Regions from separate parts of the Mus musculus genome. Here region 2 is linked to region 1. The links are chromatin contacts, called in public HiChIP or PLAC-seq maps. All regions are on one chromosome and are shown on one strand. Each heading gives the region's core, a stretch centred on a gene start, on an enhancer-like site or on the middle of the called end of the contact. The rest is flanking DNA. Distances are from core to core; before and after follow the strand shown.

What was found. HiChIP or PLAC-seq counts read pairs in DNA pulled down with a chosen protein or histone mark.
Region 2: a contact with region 1 is called in an H3K4me3 HiChIP or PLAC-seq map of embryonic forebrain, with 5 times the contacts expected there. The contact joins the promoter of Mdga1 here to the enhancer-like site in region 1. A contact is called at or near these places in 18 of 39 promoter capture datasets (the 3T3-L1 cell line, the HPC-7 cell line, HPC-7-derived erythroid cells and 12 more), 1 of 15 datasets of contacts at CTCF or cohesin (large pre-B cells), 11 of 484 Hi-C or Micro-C datasets (the G1E-ER4 cell line, the HPC-7 cell line, LSK cells and 7 more), 16 of 115 datasets of contacts at active chromatin or transcription factors (bone marrow-derived macrophages, craniofacial prominence, embryonic basal ganglia and 10 more) and 2 of 9 other capture datasets (adipose tissue and pancreatic islet).

The regions. Positions count from the first base shown.
Region 1 is chr17:29,729,328-29,734,876 of GRCm38.p6, reverse strand. No RefSeq gene overlaps it. Among named protein-coding and RNA genes, the nearest start is that of Ccdc167, 15 kb to the right of the region's middle. Within about 2 kb of position 3,691, at least 54 of the 459 cell types and tissues checked have an H3K27ac peak or open chromatin away from gene starts, as enhancers often do. A contact at or near this core is called in brain, embryonic forebrain, hippocampal neurons and 3 more, where this site is marked.
Region 2 is chr17:29,886,802-29,892,654 of GRCm38.p6, reverse strand. Mdga1 (MAM domain containing glycosylphosphatidylinositol anchor 1) reads left to right here and starts at 4,077. Exons shown (of 17, transcript NM_001368423.1): 1 at 4,077-5,208. The coding sequence starts at 5,142. Gm41559 (a long non-coding RNA gene) reads right to left here and starts at 2,754. Exons shown (of 3, transcript XR_003952341.1): 1 at 2,665-2,754; 2 at 790-1,678.

The DNA of each region.
Region 1 (5,549 bases), core at 2,442-4,941:
AGAACACAGCCCCCAAGCCAGCAAGGCCTTCCCCCACATCTAAGTCCACAGCTACCTCACAGTGAGCCCACCTGTTCCCGGACAGTGTTCTGCCCCCCCCCCCCATCATGACCACAGCAGGTGGTGGTTACAGGAATGCCAGCGAAGCCTGGGGGCTAAGAAATTGGAATATGGCTCAGCCACATCACCACAGGAACCAGGGGTACGGGCTGGTGAGATGACTCAGGGGTATGAGCACTGACTACTCTTCTGAAGGTCCTGAGTTCAATTCCCAGCAACCACATGGTGGCTCACAATCACCGGTAATGAGATCTGACGCCCTCTTCTGGTGCATCTGAAGACAGCTACAGTGTACTTATGTATAATAATAAATAAACCTTTGGGCTGGAGCGAGCAGGGGCTAAGTGAGTGGGGGCTGACCGGAGCAAGTGGCCGGGGACAACCAGAGCGAGTGGGTCTGAGCAGGGGCGGGGGTAGGTGGGGACGCACAACTGGAGTGAGCAGAGGTCCTAAAAATTCAATTCCCAACAACCACATGAAAGTTCACAACCATCTGTACAGCTACAGTGTACTCAAATACATAAAATTAATAAATAAATCTTTGGAAAAAAAAAAAAGGACCAGGGGCACACAGTGGCAAGGCTGGTAAGGGCGGGCTCTGGAGCCGTCCTGCCTAGATGTCAGTCACAGAACTATCTCGAAGAAGCTGAGAGGCCCATCAGTGTCTGGATTTCCTTATTTGCCAAACAGAGGCATCAAATGCCAGGTGTGGTGGTGCACACCTTTGATCCCAGCACTTGGGAAGCAGAGGCAGGAGGATCTCTGTAAGTTCAAGTCCTGCCAGTCTTTGTTAGGGTTTTACTGCTGTGCACAGCACCATAACCAAGGCAAGTCTTATAAAGCCAACATTTAATCGGGGCTGGCTTACAGGTTCAGAGGGTCTGTCCATTATCATTAAGGTGGGAGCATGACAGCATCCAGGCAGACATGGTGCAGGAGGAGCTGAGAGTTCTATATCTTTATCTGAAGGCTGCTAGGAGAAGACTGGCTTCCAAGCAGCTAGGATGAGAGTCTTAAAGCCCACGGTCACAGTGACACACCTACTCCAACAAGGCCACACCCACTCCAACAAGCACACACCCACTCCAACAAGGCCACACCTCCTAATAATGCCATTTCCCTGGGCCAAGCATATTCAACCATGACAATCAGCATAGTGAGTTCCAGGCCAGCCAGAACTATATAATGAGGCCCTGTCTCAAATAAACCAAACAAACAAAAAGCCCAGAGGTTCTGGGAGTTTGGAGCACAGCATCTGGTTGTCATGGAAGCCCACAGAGTGTGCCCCCATGGTCTTGGCTCCCCTCTTTGTGAGGACCGCTGTGTTCTGTATGAAGAACAGCACCAAGTGGCACAGTAGGAAGCACAGGCCTCTGAAGGGACTGAGGGACCAGATGTCAGGAAGGCAGACACTCACCACTGGACATTTCTGTGTGGCCAGCCTTAACTGATGGGGTTTCAGAGGCCCTAGATCAGCACAGCCTCTTTCCACTGTCTTCTCTGGTCATGTAACTTCTCAGTCAGCGACATGACCACACAGAGCCACAACTATATTTCCTGGCTTCCCTTGCAGCTATACAGAGCCGTGTTAATAAATTCTGAGCAGCATGGTACTATGGGAGAGAGTAGTGGCGGAGGGGGACCACACCCTGCCTGGGAGGGGCTTCCGGAATGAGTGCTATCTACATCAGATCCCCGGAGGGGCTACAAGATGGCAGGGGTGGGGATGGGCTGGCAAGAAGGGTGACAGGCTGTAACAGACAAATGCTGCATGTCAGGATGCTCCAGAGAGGGAGAGAGAAAAACTGACGCTCCAGAGGCTGAAGGTTTTGCTGAGGGGGAGGAGCAAGGCTCTGAGTGACTGCGAACTCTCTGTGAGTTCAAGGCCAGCCTGGTCTACACACACACACACACACACCACTAGTGTTCTGACTAGGCAGCAGGTTGGTAAGGCTCCAGTGTGGCATCAGGGTTGGGTTAGACCTCATGGGGAGCCCCAGAGCTTGTGTGCTGGATGCTTGGTATCCTATGTGGCACATCTTAACTCCAATGTCATTGCCACGAGCTGAGCTGGGCATATGGTCAACCTTCCCAGGGGGCAGAGAGCAGGCTAGGGGACTAAACCATTTGCTGACAGCAGTGGGTGGTGGCAGGGCCAAACTGGAACCTAAACATTGGCACTTCAGCCTGTGTGTCTACCTTGTCTCCCCGGGGCCACAGGTGTCATGGGGACACCTCATGACCTTAAGCCTTCCAGCTTAAGCAATGCAGGGATTATACTCCTGAGGGGGAGGGCATGGGATGGGACTCCCCAAAGAGGCAGAGACCAGAAAAAATGCTAAAAAAGAAGTCCCTGAATTTCCTCAGAGCCCCTCTTAAGTTTCTAGGGTCCTATACCACCAGGCTATTTTGATACCAGTATCATTTTTACAGGATTATTTGTAAGCTGATTCGTAGTCCTGTTACAGATAAGGCCCAGAGAAGGTAAGCAACTCACCTGAGGTTGCCCAGCTCATGAACTATAGAGTTTTGTACCTACCCAGTTCTGCACCGACCTTAGTCCACTTAAAGCTGCCTCGAACTGATAGTCACTCCCCCGGGGGATCTTCCCAGATCTGTGACAGAATGACAGAATTCTGTTCAGCTGTGGCTGCCTCCCCTACCCCCCTCTTTCCCTCCCTCCCCTCTCAGTCCCAGCCTGCTGCCACAATCTGTAGCCAACATATGCCTTCCAAAGGCTCCAGAGAAGCCGTTCTGTAAGGTTTTAAAATACGTAGTCGTAGTCTGGAAGGCTGGGGAGTCAGCTATTGGATGCCTCTCTCAATTTACTTAATCCCAGCACTTGGAAAACCATCTTCAACTAGAATCTGAAAGCCTTTGGACCCCAGAGACCTGGGTGAGCCATATCCCTGTGTCTTGTCAACGAGGCTTTCCCATGCCTATAAACTCAGCACTCTTACACCACAAAGCAGCTCCAAGGCCGTCCTTTGGGAGCCCCGGGTTGCTGGCCCTGGTCCTATCGGATCTAGCCAGCAGCATCTTCAGGCCAGGCTAAAGTGTTCCTCAGGGCTCAATGCTAAGGCGCTGGGTCCCAAGGTCTTTCCCAGGAAAAGCCCCGAATGTAGGCCAGCAAACAGATAAACAGATCCACTGCAGGGCTGAGCTGGGCAGGGCTTCCAGATGCAGGCATACAGATTTAAAACCAACACCCGTGAGCCACTGGGTGGACTGGAAGCCATGACACTGTTTATGGACGGAAATTTCAAAACCTGTGACTTTTAGGAACAGAAACGAGGTTGGCGGCGGGGGGGGGGGGGTGGAGAGGTGGGGGGTGGGGGGAGGATAGTGGTCTCCAGATGCTGAGGCCCGATCATCCAGGGACAAAGGCTGCAGTCCTGGAGTGTCCATCATTCATACCCTCTCTCTCTGGTCTGCTGCCTCCTGCCAAAATCCTGGCTCACCAATGGCTGGGGCAGGGGGAAGGCTTTTGATCCTCACCCCACAAATGTGAATGGCTAATGACAAAGGAGTCCCAAGGGACCTGGGCCTTTGTCCCAGGCACCTAACCACAGGGCAGCAGACCCTTCGTATTTCTCAGTGCAGCTGCCAAGACAGGGAGGAAGGCCGCAGGCATCAGGTGCCTGGGGTGGTAGCTGGCTGAATTCTGTGGATGTCACTCAGCAGGGAGGCCTGGCAGACCCTGCCTCTCCACCCAACTCTACCCTCCCCTCTCCAGCCTGTTTAGCAGCCAGCTCAATCCCCAGGAAGGCAGAACTCCATCCCATGGAGCCCAGGAAGCCAGGGTGAGGACCGTGACCACTACCAAGATGGAAATGCCTGCATGCCGAAAATAGACAAGCCGAGAGACTCTCCAGCGGGGAAGCCTGAGGCGCCCTTTCCTGAATGGCACCATCTTCCCTTTTGTGCTCTCAAATGCCACCCAATTGAGCAAGGCCACCAAAGCCAGAAGGCGAAGGCAGAGAGGGACAGCCTGGGGCGCTGGCCTCTGGGCTGCCTGCCAGGGCTGACAAGGCCGCCCAGACATCAATACCAGCAAGTGAAGAGACAAGAAAATAGCTCCCAGAAAAGGGCCCGTGTGTGTGTGTGTGTGTACAGGACGTGACCTGTCTTGTGCAGAGACAGCAGTTCATCCACGTAGGGCTGTCTGCCCACAGGCTCACCCCCACCTGGTGGCCACTAATGAGGCCTGGCAGCCAGTAGAGCCTTGTATTGCATGCTGGCCCAGCTGGTGGCCTAAGTCCCCTGTCACTAATGAGCCAGAGCCCACCCCTTCCTCTGTGACCAGTGGGGACCCTTTTGTCAGGCTGCATCTCTGCCACTTCCTGGGTCTTCAGAACAAGGAGCACAAAACTCCTGCGGTCATTTCAGCTTCCCCAAGAATGCTGTGTCCCAAAGCATATTTGGAAAGATGTCCCTAAGTCACATTAATTACTTTTTGTTATTTATTCCCTTTAAACGTCTCATTTTGGGGCTGGAGAAAGGGCTCAGTAGCTAAGAGCACTTGCTGCTCTGTCAGAGGACCTGGGTTGGGTTCCCAACATACCACATCAGGTGGCTTGCAATGTCCGATAGCTCCAGTCCTAAGGGCTCTGATAATCTTTTCTTGTCTTCAAGGGCTCATGCATGAATATGATACACATAGAGCATGCATACGCACGTGCGCGCACACACACACGCACACACACTACTTTTTAAAAAAAATAAAAGCGTGGGCTAGAGAGATGGCTCAGTGGTTAAGAGAACTGGTTGCTCTTCCAAAGGTCCTGAGTTCAATTCCCAGCAACCACATGGTGGCTCACAACCATCTGAAATGGGATCTGACGCCCTCTTCTGGTGTGTCTGAGGACAGCTATACTGTACTCAAATAAATAAAATAAATCTTAAAAAATAAAATAAAAAATAAAATCTTTATCATTTATGCATACATCCATGTGTTTATATGCCTGTATCGTGTGTGTTCAGGTGGTTATGGGGGCCAGAGGAAGGCTTTAAATCCCTTGTAGCTGAAGTTACAGGTGGTTTATAAACTTCCTGATTTAGGTGGGAGGAACCAAATTTGGGTCCCCAGAAAGAGCAGCAAGCACTCTGAACCCCAGAGTCACCTCTCTGGCCTTCGTTTGTTATCTACTAACTTAGTTATATATTTATGGGCATGTCCGTGTTCGTGTATGCAGGTGTATGCTGCCCACGTGTGTGGAGCCAGGAGAGAGCGTAGGGTGTTCTCCATCACTTTCTGCCTGTTTCTCAAGCAACAGCTCTCCCTGATCAGCTCATGTTTCCTCAGCGAGGCTAGAGGCTAGGCTAGAAGGCCCAGCAATCCTCCTGTCTCCACTCACCCTTGAAGCTGGGGTTACAGATACATGTGAGATGCCTGCCTTGCTGGGATCTGAACTCTGGTCCCCATAATTTTACAGCAAGCACCTTAACCCCTAGGACTTCCCTCAGTCCGCCAAATACTAAGAGTGAGG
Region 2 (5,853 bases), core at 2,828-5,327, 160 kb before region 1:
CTGCCTCATCCCGGAAGTGTCCACCTCCCCAGATCATAGTGCGATCAGTCCCTCTACTCTTTAGTATCATGGCTCCAGTGTTAGTGGGAGCCTACAAAGTCCAACCCTCCTGCTTTCTACTGCCTCCCCTTAGCTACATTACTGTCTAAACACCAGATAGTTTCTGTATTTGCTTGGCCCTAGTGTGTGTCTCTTCATACCTCCATAAAGAAGGTGTTTTGTCTTAAATTTTTTTGTTTTTGTTTTTGTTTTTGTTTTTGTTTTTATTTTTATTTTTGTTTTTACACCAGTGCTTGGTAGCTTCAGGCTTGATAGGTAGAAAGCACCTTTGCCTGATGAGACATCTCACCACCTCCAGAAGGGATTTTGTCTCTCTTGTTTGTGCTGAGTCCACAGCGCCTAGGGTACTCAATGAATGGCACTCATAAAGAAGAGTGGGCTCATATAAAGCCTGCATTTTATCAGCAGGGCCTAACTGAGTGTGGTGGGGATAGAGGGTGGGGGTGGGATACAGCTCTGGTGACAAAATTCCATAGGCAGCCCCCACCCCCACCCCATCCAGGGTGTCATGGAAAGATTGCATTATCCTTAGTCTTGAGCTATACAATTTATAACACAAGTTAACTGCTTACTAATTAGCAGCTGGGGCCATTAATTGGCTATTTGTTAGGGCTCGAATTAATAAACTGGTCTTTCAGCGGGGTCATAACTCTCACCGTTCCTCATCCTTTCCCAGCTTCCCTCCTCCCCTTGACCAGAACTCAGCCTGCTGTGCGATCCAATCAATACCTGCCACCGTATGATTTTCAGACGCAATCTACTTCTCCAGGAGGCGACGGCACCATTGGGGCCAGGCCGAGTCTCTTCGAACTTGCACTCTTCCTTGCTTCCCTTGCAGGCTCTGACTCACAAGAGGAGAGCAGAAGAGACCAGAGAGCTGTTTAGGAATTGTGGTGTCATTAGAGACCTCAGCTACCCACCCATGCCGGACCCTGTCCCAGGACCCTGCTTCCCTAGCTCATCTCAGACACAACCAGAGTTGGCTAGTTCTGGGAACTTACTGGGGTCCAAGTGCTGAGGCTTCTCTGAGAAGGAAGGCTTTCTTCAGTGAGGAAGTGATGGTGGTCCCCAGATCCCCTGCTGCAGACTGATCCCATGCCTTGTGATTCCTTATGGTCCCCCCCCCCCCAGGGACATTCCTGCAGGTCTTGGGGTCTAGCTCTCATGCTCCCACATTCTTACCAGACTCATGTGTGGTCCAGAGCACTGTTCTAGTGCTTGTAGAAACTAGGAGATGCTGGCTCTTATGCTAGTTTCACAGCAAGAATTATGGAAGTGTGGCTAGTCGCCTCTGGGCTTGCATACCTGCAGCTTGGGAACCTTAGGAGGAAGGCACAAAGCTGTTCAGCCTGGCTACTTAGGATCCTTAGCATCTCTGTGAACAAGAGTAAGTCCTTAAGATGCCTGACAGTGCCCGACACAAAACCTCTGTCCCTGTAGCAGGTACCCAGTTCTCTCAACCACTGCTAGGTAGAAGTCCCACCTGCTTGATATCTGGGTGACAGTGAGGCCCAGACAGCTTAGGGCTGGACCACAAGCCTGGTGGTCCTCTGCATTCTCTGAGGTTGGCTGCCACTGTCAATTCTGAGGTTCAGTCCCAGGCAGCAGGCCTGGAATACTGTGGGGAGGAAATGACTGAGTTGACAGGCACACATGAACAGGCTGTCGAGGTGTTTACACTACACACAGCGAGTATTCACAAGTGGATTAGCACAGCAAATGTTCAATCCCAGCCTGCCAGGCTCTGGACTTCTGCTCTCCTCCTCCCTAGCCCTCCACCACAAGGCCTCGTTCTTTTCCAGGCCAATATGTGTTCAGACAGTATACCCATCCTCTCTGCTAGGCCAGAGAAAAGCAATTTGATGCTGTTTGGGGTTGGGAAAGGAATACAACAGTTTCCCAGAATAGGCAAAGCCAGAGAGAGCCTGACTCATCAAGGATGACTCCCTGGGAGCTTCCTGGGGGATTCTGGAAGCTTCCCAATAATGGCAACAGGACAATAAACCAAGCTACTCACCATCACCCCCTCATCTGATACCACTTCCCTTTCAGACTGAGTGGGAGAGGTAGGTGGGAAGACATTGGACGTCTGTGGATCATATCATGCATTTCCCTTCGAGTTAACGGAAGGCTGAGCACGTGGAAGGTAGCTTTGGACTGGGGGATCTGGCCCACGATGGACATCATTCATTCATTCATTCATTCATTCAATAAATCTCTAGTTGGCATCTGCTGAGTTGAGTTTGGACACCCTTAACTGAGCATTGGACTCCCACCCCTAGTAAGAGTAGGAAAGAAACAAAGGAGCCAGGAACAAGGGCGGGTAGCCTGGATGAACCATAAGCAAACTGAGAAGAGTCAGGCTGATGGCGCCCCTCCCCATCTACCAGGCAACACCTTGTGCTTTCCACTCCTCCTTAACAGGTTATGTTTGCCCAGGAGGGTCAGAGGAGAAACATCCCGGTGGGAGTGGGCTTGGAGAGGGAGGGATTTATAATTAATATTTTTAATTCATGCGCTGATTTACATGCAAGAGAATCAACTCTTTGGGTGATCAGAAACAGGTCTTTGAGTTTGGACAGATGCCTGAGGTCATGGACCCACCATTGCAGCAGATCCTGAACAGGATCTAACCTCCGAGCTTGTTAGCTGCTGCGGCTGTGCTGTCCGCGCTCCCACGGGCCGCTCTAGTACAATCCCTGCGCTCACGCCGAGATAAATAACGGCGACAGGTGGAGCAGGTAAGATTAGCAGGACCGGGTTGGAGGGAGGACGCTATCGGAGGCGCCAGGGAGGTCGTGCGCCTCTCTGCCCAGCCCACGCCCCTCCCCAAGGGCGTCTGGAAGGAACTACATCTTGGTCACAGCTTCGGGGAGGGCCGGGTTAAGGTGACGGAGTCTCGAAGTGGGGGGAGACAGGCTTCCCGGCTTGGCTGCAGGAAGCGCGAGCACCCCTAGGGCACTTGGCCACGCCTGAGGTCTCACGGGTAGGCAGGATTTGAGAGAAGCGGGCTGAAGGGGACCCTGGGTGTCCCTGTGGAGCTCTGGCACTGGGGTCTTGCTGGCAAACCTGTTGGCAACCTGTGGGCCTCAGCTAGGACACTGCAAGCTGCAAGCGCGTCCTCCTCCTCAGTGCCTCTGGCAGCGTCCCCGGCGCCCGACCCGGGGAGAGGCCGAGGCAGCTTGGAAAGGGGCTGGGGCTCTGCCAGGGGCGGGTAGTGGTGGTGGAGGTGGCGGGATTCCCAAGCCGAGCCAACATCCCTGCAGAGCGACAGCAGGCAACCGCCTCTCGCGCCAGCTCTGGTCTAGGAGAAGCAGACGCCTTGGCCTTTCCCTCCGATCCTAGGCTCCAGTATCACCTTCTCCAAAGTGCAAAACATTCATTAAGTGTCCAGTGCCCTGCAGGCTTGCGTCCCAGCAACCAGCCGCCGGTGCTTGCCCGGCGAGCGTGCGGCGAGCGTTTGCACCCGGCCAGGGCTTTGCCAGCCTGGGCTGTGCAAGGGAGGGCGGAGAGCGTGTGCGAGTGCGCGGCTGCAGAGCCCGCGCCGAACCCACGTTCCCGCTACTGTCCTCGGGATAGATGGATCCATTGCTGCTTTCTGACATTTTTCTGCCAGGGGGCTGGTGGGGGAGGCGGAGATAGGGAGAGAGAGATGGGGGGGGCGGGGAAAGAGAGAGAGAGAGAGAGAGAGAGAGAGAGAGAGAGAGAGAGAGAGAGAGAGAGAGACTGCTTCCCCCAGCCCTGTTTTGTTTTCTCTAATTGGTCCTGGGGGAAGCAAGGAAATTGGACAGAGGCTGGGCCGGGCGAGCTGGGCTGCCTTTAATTGGCTCCCCTTTTTTTAACTGGAGGGGAATCAAACAGGAGAGCGAGCGAGCGACAAAGGGTGGGAGAGCGAGAGACCGATCGCGGAGATGGGAGGAGGGAAGAAGGGAGGAGGGAGAGCGGGAGGCGGGGTGGTGGTGATGGGGAGGTGGAGGAAGCGCGGAATGAAAAGCTCGGAGGGACCAGAAAGCAGCACAGCGAAGCCCAAGTTAGGGAGCGAGCGGAGCGCTCCCGCGGCCCCGGAGCCGGAGTGGCCGCGGTGCCCCGGAGCCCGCCCGGCCCCGCCCGCTGGGGCCCTCTCGGGCCCAGGCCGCCGGGAGGGGGGCGGGGACGCCCAACTTGGGGCGCGGCGCAGCCCCGCTCTCCCGAGATCGCGGAGCCCGGGAATGCCACGGCGGCGGCCAGACGGCGGGAGAGGAGCGGGGAGAGAGGAGGCGGCCAGCAGCTCCTGAGCCCGGGCCTCCGCAAGAGCGCGAATTATTTTCAAAGGACTCAAACTTTCCTCTTTCCCTTGCTGGCTGCGGTCCCTCTTGCTTTGGAACCGTTCTCTGGATTCCCGCGGGGGCGCCGGGACGCGATCGCCTCCCCCGGATTCCTCGGCGGCGGCTCGGCTAACTTCGCGGACTCGGGGACCCGGAGCGCTCGCCCCGCTGCCGAACCTAGTCCTCGCTGCTCCAGCGCTCCAGAGGACCGGGACCCGGCGCCCTCGCCTCCGGGAAGGGCGCCCAGCCCGGCTCCCTTGGGTCGGGCTGCGGAGCCCTCCACACCTACTGCAGGACTGGAGCCAGCGGATTAACCAAAGCAGAGTCCGGGCCTCCTGGCCTGGCTCCGCGGAGGGGCGTCCCCTGGGCGGGGAAAAGACAAGTTTGTCAGGCATCGGTGGCCTGTTGGATCGGAGCGCGGCCGCCGCAGCAGAGAGGTCCCCCCGCGTTCAGCACCCTCGGTGGACAGCCCTGGGGACCTAGGACTGCTCGGTGGCCGAGCTTTCTGGGCCAGGGAGCTGGCTGCTGCGCCCGGTGCGCAGAGGCTTCAAGGTCTGGGGCAGCGCCCCCTGCGTCTCCACCCGGGCAGCCGCCCTGTGGGAAGAGGACAGAGCCGAGTCGCGGCTTGCTCAGACTCCTAGTCTCGGTCGCCGCCCTCTCCGTCGCGACTCAGGGAAAAGGAGGGAACGCAGAGGGCAAAGCGGTGCCCCGGCGGATGCGCCCCCCGCCGCCTCTCAGGCTGCGCCGCCTCGCGGGGATGAAGCACTGGCCGTGAAGATGGAGGTGACCTGTCTTCTACTTCTGGCGCTTATCCCCTTCCACTGTCGGGGACAAGGAGTCTATGGTAAGAGCCAGCGTCCCGCTCTACCCTGGCGGAGCCGCCCGGAAACTTTACAAGATCTTGCTCAAAGTGCGCGCTGCCGGGGCTTGGTGGATGCACTGATGGCCGCGTCTCCGCCCTCGCCTGGGCGCCGGGAGACCGAGCAGGCTGCTCCCGAGCCCAAGAAGCGGTCCTAGGCTATTGGTGTGAGGCTGGGGATGCCGGGGTAAGGTCTCGGCTTTCCGAAATCTTTCCAGGGGTTAGAGAGATCCGGAAGTCTTGGGAGAATAATACAGTGAGCTCAGGAGACCCGGGAAGAGCCCAAGCTCTGGGCTGGGGCAGCTGTTCCCACGGAATCCTTTTCCTCCCTCGGCTCAGCCTCCCGAGTGGAAGCGGGCGATGAGCGATCCGGAGTTGTGCGCGGCTGGCGGGCGAGAAGCTCTCCAGCACCGCGGCCCTGAGGCTGGCTCGCCTTCCGGGCAGTGGCCGCGGCTCGATCGCCTCTTCTAGCTTCTTGGCGGTCTGAGCTGTTGGGCATCCCTTAGCCCAGGCGCCGACTGTTCTCGGCATCCCTTTTCAGACCTCTCCTGAGCCAGCTCTTCCTGTCGCTGGTTCCCAACCACAGAACCCCAGCCCCAGCTTCCTTCTGCCTGCTCGCACACACAGACA